4 separate regions of the Mus musculus genome follow, and regions 2, 3 and 4 are each linked to region 1. Evidence: chromatin contacts called from public Hi-C and HiChIP or PLAC-seq data. All regions are on one chromosome and are shown on one strand. The core of a region is the stretch at or near the end of the contact, and the rest is flanking DNA. Distances in the headings are between cores, read along the strand shown.

Region 1 (3,584 bases), core at 310-2,809:
TGAAAATAACTTAAAACCCTTCACTTAGTGAAACACAACTACAAATAAATTTAATTCAGAAAGGCATCATTTATTTTATAAAATCATTATATATTGAACATTAATATTTAAATATTAAACAATTAAAAGAACAAAAATTTTCTTATACTGGTTTTTGTATATGCTGGCCTAGTAGAACATTGGAACAGTCTGGATTTTTAATCAAATTGTCTATAGTAGTTATTAATCCTCTCTGAATCACTATATCTCATTAAAAGAAACTAAGTACACTTTCCCTAAAAATAAAGTCTGAGACGTCCCTGGAAGTTCCAAGAGCTTTGATGAACTTTCTTCTGCCCATCGTGTGTTGCAGTTCTCCGAGTGGACAGCAGGAGGTGCTGTGTGAACACCGAGCCTGTCATCTGGAGCCCAGCTCCCTCCAGTTTTCTGTGTGCAGTGAATAGTGAGACGCTTTCAAAATATTCATTTATCAGCGGCCGGTGGCCTGAGATAATGAGCCAAATTCTAAAATGGAACCTCCAAGTTTACAATGTAAACCCCACCCTTATTTAACACAAAGGTTGGCTTCTCTTAAGTGTTATGTTGGAAGATTTTTTTTTTAATGGTACAACCTTTTTTTTTTGTAATTATCCAAACTGCAACATTCTGGTTACAATATAAATCCTTTTTTAAGTCAATCAAATGTCCCAAAACTAATTACAAAACCATATGTCTTTACCTTCACACATACATGTGTGTGTGTATAAATAAACATACAACTATAGAATAAATGCACAGAGATTAAAAGGTAAAATCTAATTTAATTTAGTCAAATACATTAATTCAACTATACTCTGGATCCTGAAATACACAAGTTAAATAAGTATAATGGAATTAAGTTCTCTTGAGGAGAAGTTAGTTCACGATTCATTTCTGTAGAATCTGATTTGCTTTTAGACCCATTTCTACAATAGTGAGGTGAGTTTACACCAGAGGAAAAATGAGGAGTCTCAGCCTTCAGAGGAGTGCAGATGAATTCATTTCCTTCGTTGGTGTTACTGACTCTGGAATAACCATGTAAGGATCTGCTTTTCCTCTGCAGAGTGAGCAGTGAGGAAAGATGAGGCAGATGACACTCCATACCAAAAGACAGACACAATCAGCCCCTTTCTTGCTGCCTTTGAGATTCCAGAGCATTTTTGGCTCCCTTAGAGGCGCTGAGCTCACAAAACATGTCACGGTTCTTTTATGACACAATGCCAATCATTGCGTCTATAGAACCAAATACATCTGAAAAAATATATATAATACAGTACTTTTTAAAAAGGGATGGCTTACCTGCTTGTAATAATATTTTTGCAGACTTTAACCGTTGATACAAGGCCCCAAGAACTCCTTGCCCGTGCATCTTAGCCCCCAAGGGTCTGAAACCTTCTCCCTTAGAGACCCAAAGTGGTCCCCTCAAAGGACTGATGGAATTTTGCAGGCATTTTTCAAGCAGAGAAACTACTGGAGAGAAAAGGGGGAAGGATTCCTTTGACCCAACTGAGATACGCTGTCTGGAATGCAGCCTCGAGACTAGAGCTAACTCTTAACATCTATTATTTATGTCTGACCTGGGTTAAGTCTTAGCGAGGCAATTCCTGCGTTACCAGTGGCCACCAGGAAGGATGTATTTATATTGCGACATCCCCCCCCATGCAAGTCTCATAAGCTGTGTGAGCACACCTGAATAGTTCTGAAGTGTGCCTAACTAGCTGCATGGAGTGTCATGGTGTGCACTGATTGCCTTATCTTCTCATTTATCACAGATGAGTTGGAACCAGCCTTGCCGAAAACCTACTTGCATTGTCCTGATAAAAACTGTACGATCCATGATGTTTCAGTGTCCTGCGTCCTGTAGAGGAGTCCGTGTACCCAAAATATCACATCTGGAAATTATTTATAAAGTATGATCCACACCTTTATAATAAGCCTTCCTACCCCAGGCCCATCATTGGTATTCGTTAAAGCAACCCACGACACAGGGTGACAAGATTGTTTAAATAGAAAAGAGGAGAATGTTAAGCAAGGATTTTCTCATGCCTTTGTGTTCCCAAGTCCCCAGAATATTTAAGCTAGTGGTGGATTCAGGAATGCTATCCCAGCAGGGGCTGTGGAAGGATATTTACTTGTGGGCCTGTCATGTAACATCCATGTGGACTTGACAGATATGTTTATACACTTTGCACATGCTTAGCTGATACAGTCTTTCTAGTGTAAAATACTCAAATGACATGGCAGCTAGGTAATGTTTTCTGAAATTTAGTTTTCCCCTGAAAAGCCAGAAATAAATAACAAAATCTTGGGGCCCAGAAAAAAAAATGAATACATATCACTTTTATTTAACATGGTCTTTTCTTAAATGTATGTAGATCCCAAAGATAAACATGCAAGATAGATAGAGATCCTAGCAATATTATTCTTACACATATTTCTGCAAGGAAAATGAATTAAGCAGATCACAAGCTAAGGGCGTAGGTCTGTGCCCTTGGTTATGTTATATGTTGCATATTTTATGCAAAGAAGCCCAGCACTGAAATGGAATTGCAATCAAGCACAGCTGAGCTACTGAGAGGTTGAGCTATGCAAATGGCCTTTGCTACCTGTGTTCTCCTAAATCTTACTTTCAGCTAAGAAAACTTGCAGTTTAGGACACCTGGTTCTCCAGCTCCCTACCAAAGCCAAACTTAAAGTCTGGTGTGTTCGCTGCTTAGAAAAACGTTGGAGATTAAGAGGTTAAGATTTCCTACTGCTATGAGTAAAATCAAAAACATAAGCGTGATGTGACGACATCTGTGCAGAATTCTGTCATCCAGTTGGAGAAACTAACGCCTGAAATTCTAACAAGCCCACTTTTATACACACAGAGAAACTACTTTTCTCTATATGTTTTAAGTAAATAGGTGTCTTACACTTTCATATGTATAATAGATATTTATATTTTTATATTTACATATTTATATATTTTTATATTTATATAATATTTCTACCATATTATATATGTAAAATATAATATACATGACATTGTATATACTATAGAAGAAATAATAATAATTTTATTTAATAATAATATTTCAAAAATAAAATGGGTAAGACAAGTCAGTTTTGATGACAGTTGTGTACAACTAAACCCAGTTTAGAATCATAAGCATTTTCAGTTTGCTGACACAATATCCATAGGTTACTACATATTTGGTTTTGATTTATACAGATTTAATTGTTTGCCCACTCAATCCAGCACAACTCTCAAATACTGAAAAGCACTACTTATAGTAGTTAGTATAGTTGTTAAATTATTAAGTTAAATAAATTAGGAAGCAGGTGGTAATCATAGAAGATTTACACCCTGGAGTTAAACTCAACTTTAAACCTGAGAAATTTTCATGAAATTCATCAGTCTTATTCCTCTCTATCAAACACAAAAAAACTTTCAGGTTCAGCCCAACCTCAGAAGCTCACTTACTAGATTTTTCTGAAAAATGACTTTTCAGACTTTGTAATCTTTATAACATTTAAATATATATATATATATATATATATATACAATTTGGGGGAGGGGGAAA
Region 2 (3,584 bases), core at 429-2,928, 420 kb after region 1:
AGCCATTAACATTATAATCTCAAACGCCATTTTTTTTTTAAATGTAACACTATTGTTAGTAAATCAACTCCTCCGGTCCACAGAGACGCTGACCCCTGGCAATGCAGTGAAAGTGTAATTATCTCTCTGAATCTTGGACAGATTTAAGAGATTACATTTCAACTAAATCTATATCAATGCTAATTCCCTCCCCCCCCCCCCAACCCCAGCCTGCAGGTGCTAGGCACTGAGAAATGGCATTGGGCCCCAGCAGAACGCCTCACAAAGAGGAAAGAGCTTGCTGCGTACAAGGCCAAAAGAAATGAAGCCCCACATAAAATTACACCTTTTTTTTTTTAAAAAATACTACAAAACCTGGTTCTTATATAGCAACGTTAAACAAAGCAGTTATGCTAAATTAGCGTTGCATAAAGGCGAGTTTAATGCTCGGTTACAGTCAACTGGTGTATCTCTGATGGCTAATTGTCTATCAAAATTAAAGAGAAAGGAACAAATGATTCGTTATAAGGTGTTAAAAGCCCCAACAAAAGGACATTTCACAAATATAATATCGGCAGCTCGGGAATTGCCCGCGGGGTTGTTCAGGCCCCGGCCCTGCGCAGCTATGAGAAGTGAGGTGCGGGGTGCTATTTGCCTGGCAAGAGCTCATTTCCTCCCAAATGAGTATAATAAAAATCAAAGAGGAGATATTAGTGTAAAGATCGGGATTAATCTTAATCCGTGAGATTGGACGAGGGCTGACTGACGAGTAGACCGCTACTCTCTGCTCAGACTGGGATTACAGAGCGCTTTTCCAGATCTCCTTCGTTCCCCATATCCAACGTGCCACTGTCCAACGATGGGGACAAGAGGAGCAAGCATCTGGCTGAAGAGAGAGACAGAGAGAGAGAGAGAGAGAGAGAGAGAGAGAGAGAGAGAGACAGAGAGAGAGAGAGAGAGAGAGAGAGAGAGAGAGACTGACTCAGATCCGGCTCTTCCCAGCTTTCCTGAACTCTCAGAGAGCCTGGATCCCCGCACAGTCCAGCACGTGCTTTTCTGCTTGGTTGGCCTCGGGGGGCGCAGGCAAACACTGCCAGCCCTCACCCTCACCTCCCGCTCCAGGCTGGGAAGGACACAAAGTACAATCCAACCCCCTCCCTTTCCCAAGGCGTCACCAGATCCAGAACTCGAAGCATATTTGTTGTTCAAAGTTAATTAAACCTGAAAGCAACCAAAATGCTCGCGCCAGGTACACGGAGGCCGATTTTCCACCCGTGGACCGCTTCGGCACAGCCAGAGAAGCCACAAGGGCCGACGTGGCTCTTCCCATCCAGAGAAATCTCTGTAAGAGACTCTGAGGCTGAGGAATAAAAGCTGAAACCAAATCATGCAGCAAGAGTAACAAACCGTCTGGAAAATGGACCCAAGGAACCGCGAGAATGTACTTCCTTAGGAAAAAAAAATCTTTGACAACTTGTGTCCTAAGAAAATACATTGAAGATAATTGAAATGATTACATTTCGCTGCTGCCCGACTTTGAATATGAGCAGTCACATAATGACATCCCCCTTCATACAACAACAGTTTAATTTCCATTCTCCGTCTTTGGAATCCTTGTGCCAGCCGCCCGGGCAACGCGGTGCTGATACAGAAATCTTGGCTCCCGTCTGCATTATTTATGCGTGTGTGTGTGTGTGTGTGTGTGTGTGTGTGTGTGTGTGTGTGTGTGTGTGTGTGTGTGTGTGTGTGAAACAGGAACGGAGATGGGGTTTAACCTCCCTCCACCCTTGGTCTGGAAATTCCAAGGGACCCATGGACACCAGGGAGCCGAGAGAATCGCTATCCTGGGCCGCTCTGCCCGTCGAGGCTGCGGTGAAGATGAGGTCTGGTTGGCTTCTTTGTCCTTGGGAGCCCTCGTGGGAACGTTCCTTCAGCTTCCACCTAGTTGGGCCGAATCCAGGGGTGGACTTAAGCCGGAGCCCTATGGTGGATCAGTCCCATTTCTCCCATCCTTCCTTCCACCACCAATCCTTTCTTTTCTGTTTCACAACTCCCAGGGTCTTGCTCAGCAGGATGGACCTCACTCTGGGAGTGGGGGTGGGGGCTTCGCGAATTTGAAAGTTGTCTCTGCCTTGATCTAGTTCCAGGCTCCCCGCGGCCACTCCAAACTCTGAGACCACCAGAAAAGAAAGAAGAAAAAAGTCAGTATCTATGCAGTGCAAGACTCTAGCGCTCACCTTTGAGCGCGGCCTCTTGGAACTCTTAAAGCCCGGCCAGGGAGCCAGGAGGGGGTCAGTGCGCACCGGCCCAGACAGGCCTCTGCAGCGCGCAGGCGCGGATCCAGCGGCCGCCCCCTCTCCATGCACAGGGTTGAGGGGACAGACCCTAAGCCCCACTCTGAGCAACTACTGACTCTTAAAAAAAAAAAAAGACCATCTGGTAATTGTCTTTCTTTAGATCTTCCCTTAATTATGCTTTTAATTAAAGATGGTTCAAGGCACCGGACCACATGAAGGGCAGTAATTACAAATTACATTACAAACCCGACAGATGTAGCGCGATCTGCTGGGAAAAAGGTAGCGGAATAAAAATTTGACTAAACTTTGGGATAAATTAATCGGCGGCCTGGAGAACAGAAGCGCAGTTCTGGTCGTGTAGACTGCAAGCAGGATTTAAGTTTTGTGTCATCATGACTGTTTTCATATTTCTTTGACGTCTATTGATTTGGAGGCAGCTGCAAGCCTTTGTCACAGGAGAGAAGAGCAGTCACAATATATTAGCTTGATGGCATAACTCGAACCGGAGAGGCGAGGGGAGCTGCAGTGACGGGGGCGCACGTGACCCCCTGCCCGCGGCTTGCCAGCCCAGCCCTCACTTAAAACTTGTTCTAACTGGAACAGTAAGTATTGCTCTCCGTTCAGTCTGAAGGTGCTCTTCTGTCTAGGGTGCGGATGGCGGTGGCAGAACCGCGGCGGCTGGGAGGCGGAAGTGTCCGAGGGTCCCGCACTACCTCTGTTGGGAGCCACTGAGGTTCTCGGTGGCACTTCTGGTCCGGCCTTTTGGATGAAGTTTGGGGGTTCAACTGTTTTGTCCTCAAGGCTCTGGGCCAAGTCCTCGCTCAGTCTGGCCTTTTTGGGGGGCCTTCTCCCGAGGATGTGTGCCTGAAAGACACGTGGCTCAGGAAGCTATTGGACTGCCCGGAAGGTGTCCCCAGCCCCCGCCCCCTGGTGCGGGGGGCTGCCAAACCCCCTCCCCCACGAGATTGTACCAGGTCGGGATGCAAACTGCAAACTCAAGGGAGGGAATTAGGCCACTCTCTTTGCTAAGTCTTACCTCGGCTTTTCTTACCTCAACTCTATCCTGGTAGCACCATAGCCTGGAAGACATTTTCAAACCAGAGTCCACTCACTCTGAGTAGCTCCGCTTTATGGAAAAACTATGTGCCCATCACTCACCCATCTATTTACAACACCGGTGCTGTGCCTCCCGGAGCATGCAGGGACAATTAAACACGCCCACTTAGGGCGGGATGATGAAGGCTTTCTATTAACCACAGGCGTTCAGAAATGGATGCAAACCTAATTTGGGCTTCTTGATGGGGATGG
Region 3 (3,584 bases), core at 693-3,192, 370 kb after region 1:
TTCCTGGAGACAAGCGATGCCGAGGAAGTGCAGAGCTCCCACTTGACCAGAGTGCCTCTTCTTGCTGAGGTGGAAACCTGAGACAGGATTTAGCCAAGTGGTGTAGCAAGTCAGATCTACATTTTGAGGCTCTTTCAGAGCCCTTGTAAACAGATTTAGCTCAATGGTAAAGTTAAGTAGTAGGGGGTAAAAATCCTCCACATGTAAAAGCAAATGAGTTTTTAAAGAACAGAAAATCATCTCTATGAGAACTTACTTGTAAATTACCCATGTGGACAGTAACCCTAGCTCCTGTTAGCATTTCTATAGAAGCATGCATTTTGATTAAGCCAAACAAATTAAAAGAAAAACGGAAAAGTAGCCAGCCAATCATGTATCTGTATTCTCACAGATATTTTGTTCTTTTGTGTGTTTTTCATGGTGTTCCTTTTTACTTGCTGTGTTTCCTTTATTTTATATTATTTATGGAGAGCCTTTCAATCTGAGACTGACTTGCACATTGCATGCTCTTACATGTGAAGTCATCTCAGCAAAGAGTTCCTCTTTGGAGCTGTGTCCCTCTCTGTGTCTGTGTCCCTTAGTCAGAGTGCTGAGTCTTCAGCTGCCACATCACTGCCCCAAGGCATGTGGAGAAGGTGCTGACTCTCTCTGCCCACCCAGTGTGTTCTCAATCTCCACTCCAAACTGAGAGAGAAGGAAGGCTGGCTATAGGAGGGAGTTCATGTAAACGGCAGATGTGAGACCAGATCCATTTATACAAGTTCAGTTGGGGTTTCCAGGATTAGCAAGCTTTCTGAACTCAAATAGGAAGTGGAAGTTCTCACTTCAGAGGGCTTCATATCAGTTCTTTTCTAAATTTTACTGAGACCATGGCAATACACGTGTAATACTCAGAATGCATACAACAGCATGAATCAGACAGCACCCCTAGCATCACCTGGCTGTTAGTTGAGTTGAAGTGCTCACCACCTGAAAGGGTGTGACTTGTCTGCCCAAGAAAAGTAAGGAAACCCTTGCTGTAATAGATACTCTCCGTTCATTGTGGCCTGTTTTTGTCCAATCAATATACAGCAAGCCACATTTCATCTTGTCAAACCAAAAACCTACTACTACCTAGCTACATTTGTATGAAATCTAACACAATGTGACAGAAATAACAGCCCAGTCTGCAATGCACATTGAACTGGTGAAAAAATCAGGAATGGTTTGGCAAAGATAAAACATAAAATTAATTTTCTGTTATTTTCTTTTCATTCACATTCATACCAGGTAGACTGTGTCAAATACCTACAGTAGAAGAGAGCTTGTTCATGCATGCAGGACAGAATAAAGATTAAGAGCTCCAGGAAATCAGCTTGCTTCAAGAAACCATTAAAGTGTGCCTGTCCCTCAGGCTTCACAGATGTGTTGATTGTTGAGTTTCAATCATGTAAATATGTTACAGCATAAAGTAACCAAGATTCCCTGTTACAGAAGTGCTCCTGTGTCGGGGTGTGGGAGTAGGGAGAGACGAAAGAGAACTAAATAACACACTGTAATGAAACCTGCCTTTGGGCAGCACATGCTTCAGTTCTGAATGCCCAGAAATACTTCATGTGCACTCTAGGCTGCCTAGCAATGGGGATTTTCTAATTCTGGCCAGCTTGACAAAGTAAATACAACTCTTGAACATAAGGCAGCTCCTAATAAAAAAATAAAAAAAAAAAAACCCACAATTCCCCCTTGTAAATACCTACATTTGGCCCCATTAAAAATTCTTTCTTCATACCCAGGAACCAGCAGACCCTTAAATATGGGGATCTCAAAGTAACTGGAGAGTAGTTGGGAGATTTAGAGCTGTCAGGGTGTTTTACGTCGCCACTGCCACTGAGCACTTCATCCACCATCTCGGGGCCTTGGAGAATGGTGCTCGGCATACACTACAGGCATTATACAGAGAAACACTCTGGCCATTATGCTCTCGGGAGTCATTTGCTTGCAGCCAAAAGGAGACCAACGCATGTTCCTGGGTATGCTGTCCAGGGTATAAAAATGTATGCTTGCCACATTTCTGGGCTGAGTTCTCCTCCAGAGTTGCCAGCTCTGGAAGTTAGCTAGTGGGCTCGCAGTGACATGCTTCCCTAAGCTATCTGTAAAGCTATCTGATTGCAAACGTCTAGTTTCTGCCTTTTCATACCTTAGGAGTCTAGTCCATAGCTAAGGGTCAGTTAGTCTTGCCTTTGCCAGCCCCTGAATTGTATCATGGGTCTGCTGCACCTAAAAACTCCTAATATTTCAGAATGGATCTGGATACAAACACTTATTTTATGCATTAGCAGTTCACTGAGTACAGTTTCAGATTATGACAAGGAACAAGCACTACTTTGAATTGTAGTGACAAATTGCCTTTGCTACCACTGGTGCAGCATCCATATCATAAGCTATATAGGAAGAAAGAAATGGGATGCAAAGGTATTCTCGTGTGATTAACAGATTGAGTTATTTCTAAAATAATTCTTTAAGTTTAGCACTCAGAAGTTTTTCCCCTTAAGCCATCTTACTATCCTTAAGATACCTTGATGGGTAGTCCCTAAAATACTACTCCTAAATTTTTTTTTCTCATTCATCTCAACCAGAAAAGGGACGTCCTGGTTAAAGTACCCTTGGATACTTGTCATAGTGGCAATCATGATCCCCTGCTTTCTTCCTTTGCCTGTGATAGTGGCACAGGCTCTGCAGTTCTTCTCCCTGTGTCCCTGCACACCCTGGGAATCTGTACACTCTCTCTGCCCTGTGTGTCCAGTGCCTGATAATTGAGGAAGGGGTGGGGGCAGGGAAAGACACTTGCATCACTTTCCCTGGAAAGTTGCTGGAGTGTTTCTTCTGAATCAAAACAAAACCTTCCTACATTTTCTAAAAACGTCTTTCATAAAATACAAATGCTTAAAACAGTAACTGTTGTTTTCCATTATTGAAAATTTCTACATATGACTTAGTAAGAAAATAATCAATAGCCATAGAAAAATGTTTCTATCACTTCTGTAATAGCCCTTGCCCTTTAGAATTAAACCCAAATCAATTCTCATCATTTACAAGCCCTACCAGGTCTGCCACCTCCCGCAAGCCACGCTAAATAACCATTTGCTCACTTGTCTAACACTACAGAAAAGCTGGGATCTTTGTCCCCTTCAAACATGCCAAGCTTAATCCTGCCTCACAACTTTTCAACTTTATTCTCATCACCTGGGTCTTAACCCCCTTCTCGAAATTAAGATCTTAGCACAAATGTGCTCTTGAGGAAGGTCTTAACCAATTAAAGTGGTACCTGCAGCCAGGACCGTGTCATAATGCTTCATTTCCTTTCGAACACCCCTCTATGTCCACATGCCCCACATTTCCTGTTCTTTTATGCTTTCATTCTTTGACTGTAGAACTATACACCTCCCCTAGACTTCTGGGGTGAGTTCCATGAAAACAGAGATTATGCCTATTTTGCTCGATGTCTCTAATGTTTAGATAGTCTGACACATAGAGAATAAAAGTATGGATACTGAAGTCAGACTGTCAGAGTTCAGTTCTTTACAGTGTTTTAAGGTTGTGACATC
Region 4 (3,584 bases), core at 386-2,885, 280 kb after region 1:
TTTGGTGTGTTACTGCAGTAGAAGAACTGAGAGCAGATAAGAGGGAAACGCCTGTGTGGCATGCTAGACAGTCTGGCCACCACTCCTTACAGCAGAAGGAGAATAGAGCTCTTCAGTTACCTGACCCTTCTCATGAAGAACACCTAGCAATGTTTTCTCCTGGATTGGGCTAAAGGCAGACCAGGAAGCACAGATACGTGCTTATTTTCTAGCAGCATAAACTTCACAAGACTCACAACAGTTTTCCTACCATGACCAGAACTATTTCTGGAGTCTCTAAGTCAGAGTTTAAATGGTGATTGTGTGACTAGGACAGTTTTGCACACTCGCTGCCTCATTCACTCATTCATTCATTCATTCATTCATTCATTCATTCAAATACCGGAAGCATCGTGATAGGTATCTATGGATAAAACATAACAAAGTCACCACCTCAGGGATGTTGAAGATAGGATAAAATAAAACAAAAACAGTATGAATGCTGGTGGTTTGGGTTTGGGGTTTATTTGTTTAATGTTTGTTAGTTTTGTTTTGTTTCGTTGGTAGTGGTAAGGGTTTTGTTAGTTATTGTTATACTGGGTGTTTTGAAGGTTTTTTTTTTTTTTTTTTTTGGTCTGGTGTGGGAAGTGTGTGTGTGTTATGTGTTGGATATTTGAGCTTTGGTGTTAATAATTGTTTCTGTTAGGGAAAAAAATGTTATTTCATATCCTTGGAATTTTTGTCATATAATTAACCATCTTTAAATTAGCACAAGACTAAGGGTATATAAAATATTTTCATCTCTTGGAGTAGTGAAACAGCCAATCAGTGCTCTTGTCTCAGTTATTAGCATTCTGTCAGACTTGTACAGTAATGATTAGTTACCCTTTATTGTACTTTTGGCATGCTTCCCATGTTTAATTTCATTGTAGGGAAGGAACACATAGTTAAGGAAATTGCAAAAGAGGGGGAGAAGTTAAAATAGGGAAAATAATAGATTCAAAACTGATTTCAACTTATTGTTGTAATGATACTTATAAGCAGAGTGAACAAAGGTGATTTTTAAAGTTTCTATTTGAATTATTTTGTGTTCTTACATAAAGTCTTACAACTTTAAACTTGAAATGTTTTATTTGATTTGATTTAAGGTTATTTCTATAATAATACAATAGAAGCTGACAAGTGTGCTTTGAAGTCAATGTATAAAAATAAGTTCTAAATACCTGTTTAAAAGGACTGAAACTATTTAGGAGGCATATTATGAATGTCTTCAGACAGACATGTAGTTTTAAGTAGTTTTCCCTATAAAATTGTAGTATTATTACTCATAACTCTTATACTAGAATATAGTTTAGTATCTGTCCCAAGACCCTGTCTTAAAATATATGTGAAGATGGCTCCATTGAGTGTGGTTCTTTTCCACACTGAACTATGAGTGTGACTAGGGGCAGAGCCACCGTAGTGCCCTCTCTCCCAGCGTTACTTAGTTCCCACATCCCTGCTGAGTAGTTGTTCCACTCGCCAAGAAGCCTGTTAAAGAGCCCCTGAGAGCATGTGTACAGCCCTCCACGTTAATAGTTAATTGGTGAGGATGGCAAGATGAGAGGACAGCCGAGCATGTGGTCTCACAGACTCGGGAAGTAGACAGGCCTCGGCGATAATAACAGCAGATGCTCAGGTTCTCACAGCATAACTGTCCCGACTCTTGTTGAGGCGATGTTATCATGAACTGGAAAAAAAAAAAAAAGCTTATATCTAAGAAAAGGAACTAAGCCCTCTTAACTAAGCCCTCTTCTATTCTTCTACATGTTATATTATACGAAGACTTTAAATCTTTATGTATAAATCTCTATGTGAGTGGTTATTATCCTCTGAGTACAAGGAGCACTCCTCCGGCCCTGCTTACTCTTGGGAATGAGTGACTATCCCATGCCATGCCTTTAGCAACATTATTTTTGGCATAGTGAGCATAAAGTATTGTAAAATGGGACATTTTAATTTCTATATCTAGTCAGCTATAACACCATCATTTCTTTCTGATCTGTAAGTAGCATTTGTCTTAACTATTGGTGAGATTTGTTATCTATCTCAAAATTATGTAAACATTTTATACTTTTTTTTTTAATCCCAGTGATAGTGTGTGCTTGTAAAAAAATGAGAATCAGTAATATTTCTTTCTGGAAATAAAAGCTTAGTTTTGTGCCTAAATACAGTTTTGTTAGCAAAATGAAAAGAAAATATATTTTCTATTACTTGTATACTTCTCATACAACCCATGATAACTTATCCTTGATTTGTATTTTTAAATAGATTAAAAACACTTTTACCTAAAACTGTCAGGAAGTAAACACTTGGTATTAAAATGGAAGGTTATTCTCCTATACCCTTTTCATAGTTTTTTTTTCAAAGAATATTTACTCTCTCTCTTTTTTACTGCAATTTTTTTATCAGTGTTTCATAATCTACACTCTCTAGGGGACTTTTCAACACAGACAACGTAAAATGTTTCTTTCCCTGTGATAATGCGGGAAGGAAAATCTCCTGCATTTGCTTAAGAACATCAGTCAGTGCCTGCGTTGGTTAACCTTTCTCAGATCAGATTTCAAACGTGAAACTAGACTGCAGCATGTCTTTATTTATTGTCATTGGCAGTTGGTGACTTGATATTTGTAGTCAGTATCTTTATCACATAGTTACTGTCTTCGAATGATAACAGTTTTTACCCCAGTTCTTCATTGGATAAAACTCACCCATGCTATTTGGCAAATACTAAAGAAAGTGTTATTTCCTGATTTTAAAAAGGGAACAAAGAACCCTATCTCTTAAAAACTAAAGAGGTTTACATTTTTATCTTAATTAAAAACTTTTAAAATTAGTTGATAATGTTAATATGCTAGAGCTTTGAAGCTACTGAAGTGAATAATGCAAAACATTTGTCTGGAGAGAAATGTTTCCATCTGGTAACACCGCATTTATTCAATGCCAGAATATTACCAGCTATACCAAGTAAAGCCATGGCTGCCTTTACAAATCATTTATAAGTATCTTGTAAGTGGACTCCAATGGACTTCTAAATTTATCTTTTATTCTTAAATAAATAAGAAAGTATTCTTATTCTTAAAGAACTGTTGCCATGGAAGAGGTCTCTGCTAAGTCTGACAGTTTGAGTTTGGTGTCCAGAATCCACCTGCATGGAAAATGAGAACCAACTCCTGCCAAGTGACCTCTGACCTCCACATGCATAGCGTGTCACACGCATTATAAACACATACACATAGATAGATACATACATACATACACACATACATACATACATACATACATACATACACACATACATAGATACATACATAGAGTCTAATTTAAAGAGTTAAATATAATTGATGAATAATCAAGCTTTTAACTATAAAATTTTCAGTAATATTTTCCTGTAACTGTTGTGATAATCTAATTATTAGAACTGACTTATATATCTTAAACTATTTTATCTTATTTCTTAAAGTATTTAAAGTGGCTTTTTAAAGGGATACTGGACAGGTGGCTAACTGGTTAAGAGCACAGACTGCTCTTAGGACCTGAGTTTGGTTCCCACCACCCGTGTCAGG

The links. Hi-C and Micro-C count contacts between places; a contact is called where the count stands out from the background. HiChIP or PLAC-seq counts read pairs in DNA pulled down with a chosen protein or histone mark.
Region 2: a contact with region 1 is called in an H3K4me3 HiChIP or PLAC-seq map of embryonic forebrain, with 6 times the contacts expected there. The contact joins the promoter of Paupar here to the promoter of Dcdc5 in region 1. A contact is called at or near these places in 15 of 39 promoter capture datasets (the 3T3-L1 cell line, the C10 cell line, the HPC-7 cell line and 10 more), 1 of 15 datasets of contacts at CTCF or cohesin (large pre-B cells), 6 of 484 Hi-C or Micro-C datasets (cerebellar granule neurons, embryonic stem cells, lens fibers and 1 more), 11 of 115 datasets of contacts at active chromatin or transcription factors (astrocytes, embryonic basal ganglia, embryonic forebrain and 6 more) and 1 of 9 other capture datasets (embryonic stem cells).
Region 3: a Hi-C map of neural progenitor cells shows a contact between it and region 1, with 3 times the contacts expected there. The contact joins the enhancer-like site here to the promoter of Dcdc5 in region 1. A contact is called at or near these places in 2 of 39 promoter capture datasets (cranial neural crest and maxillary cranial neural crest), 3 of 484 Hi-C or Micro-C datasets (embryonic stem cells and neural progenitor cells) and 2 of 115 datasets of contacts at active chromatin or transcription factors (astrocytes and embryonic basal ganglia).
Region 4: a contact with region 1 is called in a Hi-C map of cerebellum, with 6 times the contacts expected there. The contact joins the enhancer-like site here to the promoter of Dcdc5 in region 1. A contact is called at or near these places in 1 of 15 datasets of contacts at CTCF or cohesin (pro-B cells), 10 of 484 Hi-C or Micro-C datasets (the HPC-7 cell line, cerebellar granule neurons, cerebellum and 3 more) and 1 of 115 datasets of contacts at active chromatin or transcription factors (astrocytes).

The regions. Positions count from the first base shown.
Region 1 is chr2:106,078,974-106,082,557 of GRCm38.p6, reverse strand. It overlaps Dcdc5 (doublecortin domain containing 5), which reads right to left and starts at 1,559. Exons shown (of 24, transcript NM_177844.2): 1 at 1,318-1,559.
Region 2 is chr2:105,659,437-105,663,020 of GRCm38.p6, reverse strand. Paupar (Pax6 upstream antisense RNA) reads left to right here and starts at 1,678. Exons shown (of 1, transcript NR_117095.1): 1 at 1,678-3,584. All of the region lies in intron 1 of Pax6os1 (paired box 6 opposite strand 1), which reads left to right.
Region 3 is chr2:105,713,924-105,717,507 of GRCm38.p6, reverse strand. The region is part of intron 9 of Elp4 (elongator acetyltransferase complex subunit 4); the gene reads left to right. Among named protein-coding and RNA genes, the nearest start is that of Pax6, 40 kb to the right of the region's middle. Within about 2 kb of position 1,942, at least 27 of the 459 cell types and tissues checked have an H3K27ac peak or open chromatin away from gene starts, as enhancers often do. A contact at or near this core is called in astrocytes and neural progenitor cells, where this site is marked.
Region 4 is chr2:105,802,707-105,806,290 of GRCm38.p6, reverse strand. All of the region lies in intron 7 of Elp4 (elongator acetyltransferase complex subunit 4), which reads left to right. Among named protein-coding and RNA genes, the nearest start is that of Elp4, 100 kb to the left of the region's middle. Within about 2 kb of position 1,635, at least 8 of the 459 cell types and tissues checked have an H3K27ac peak or open chromatin away from gene starts, as enhancers often do. A contact at or near this core is called in cerebellar granule neurons and cerebellum, where this site is marked.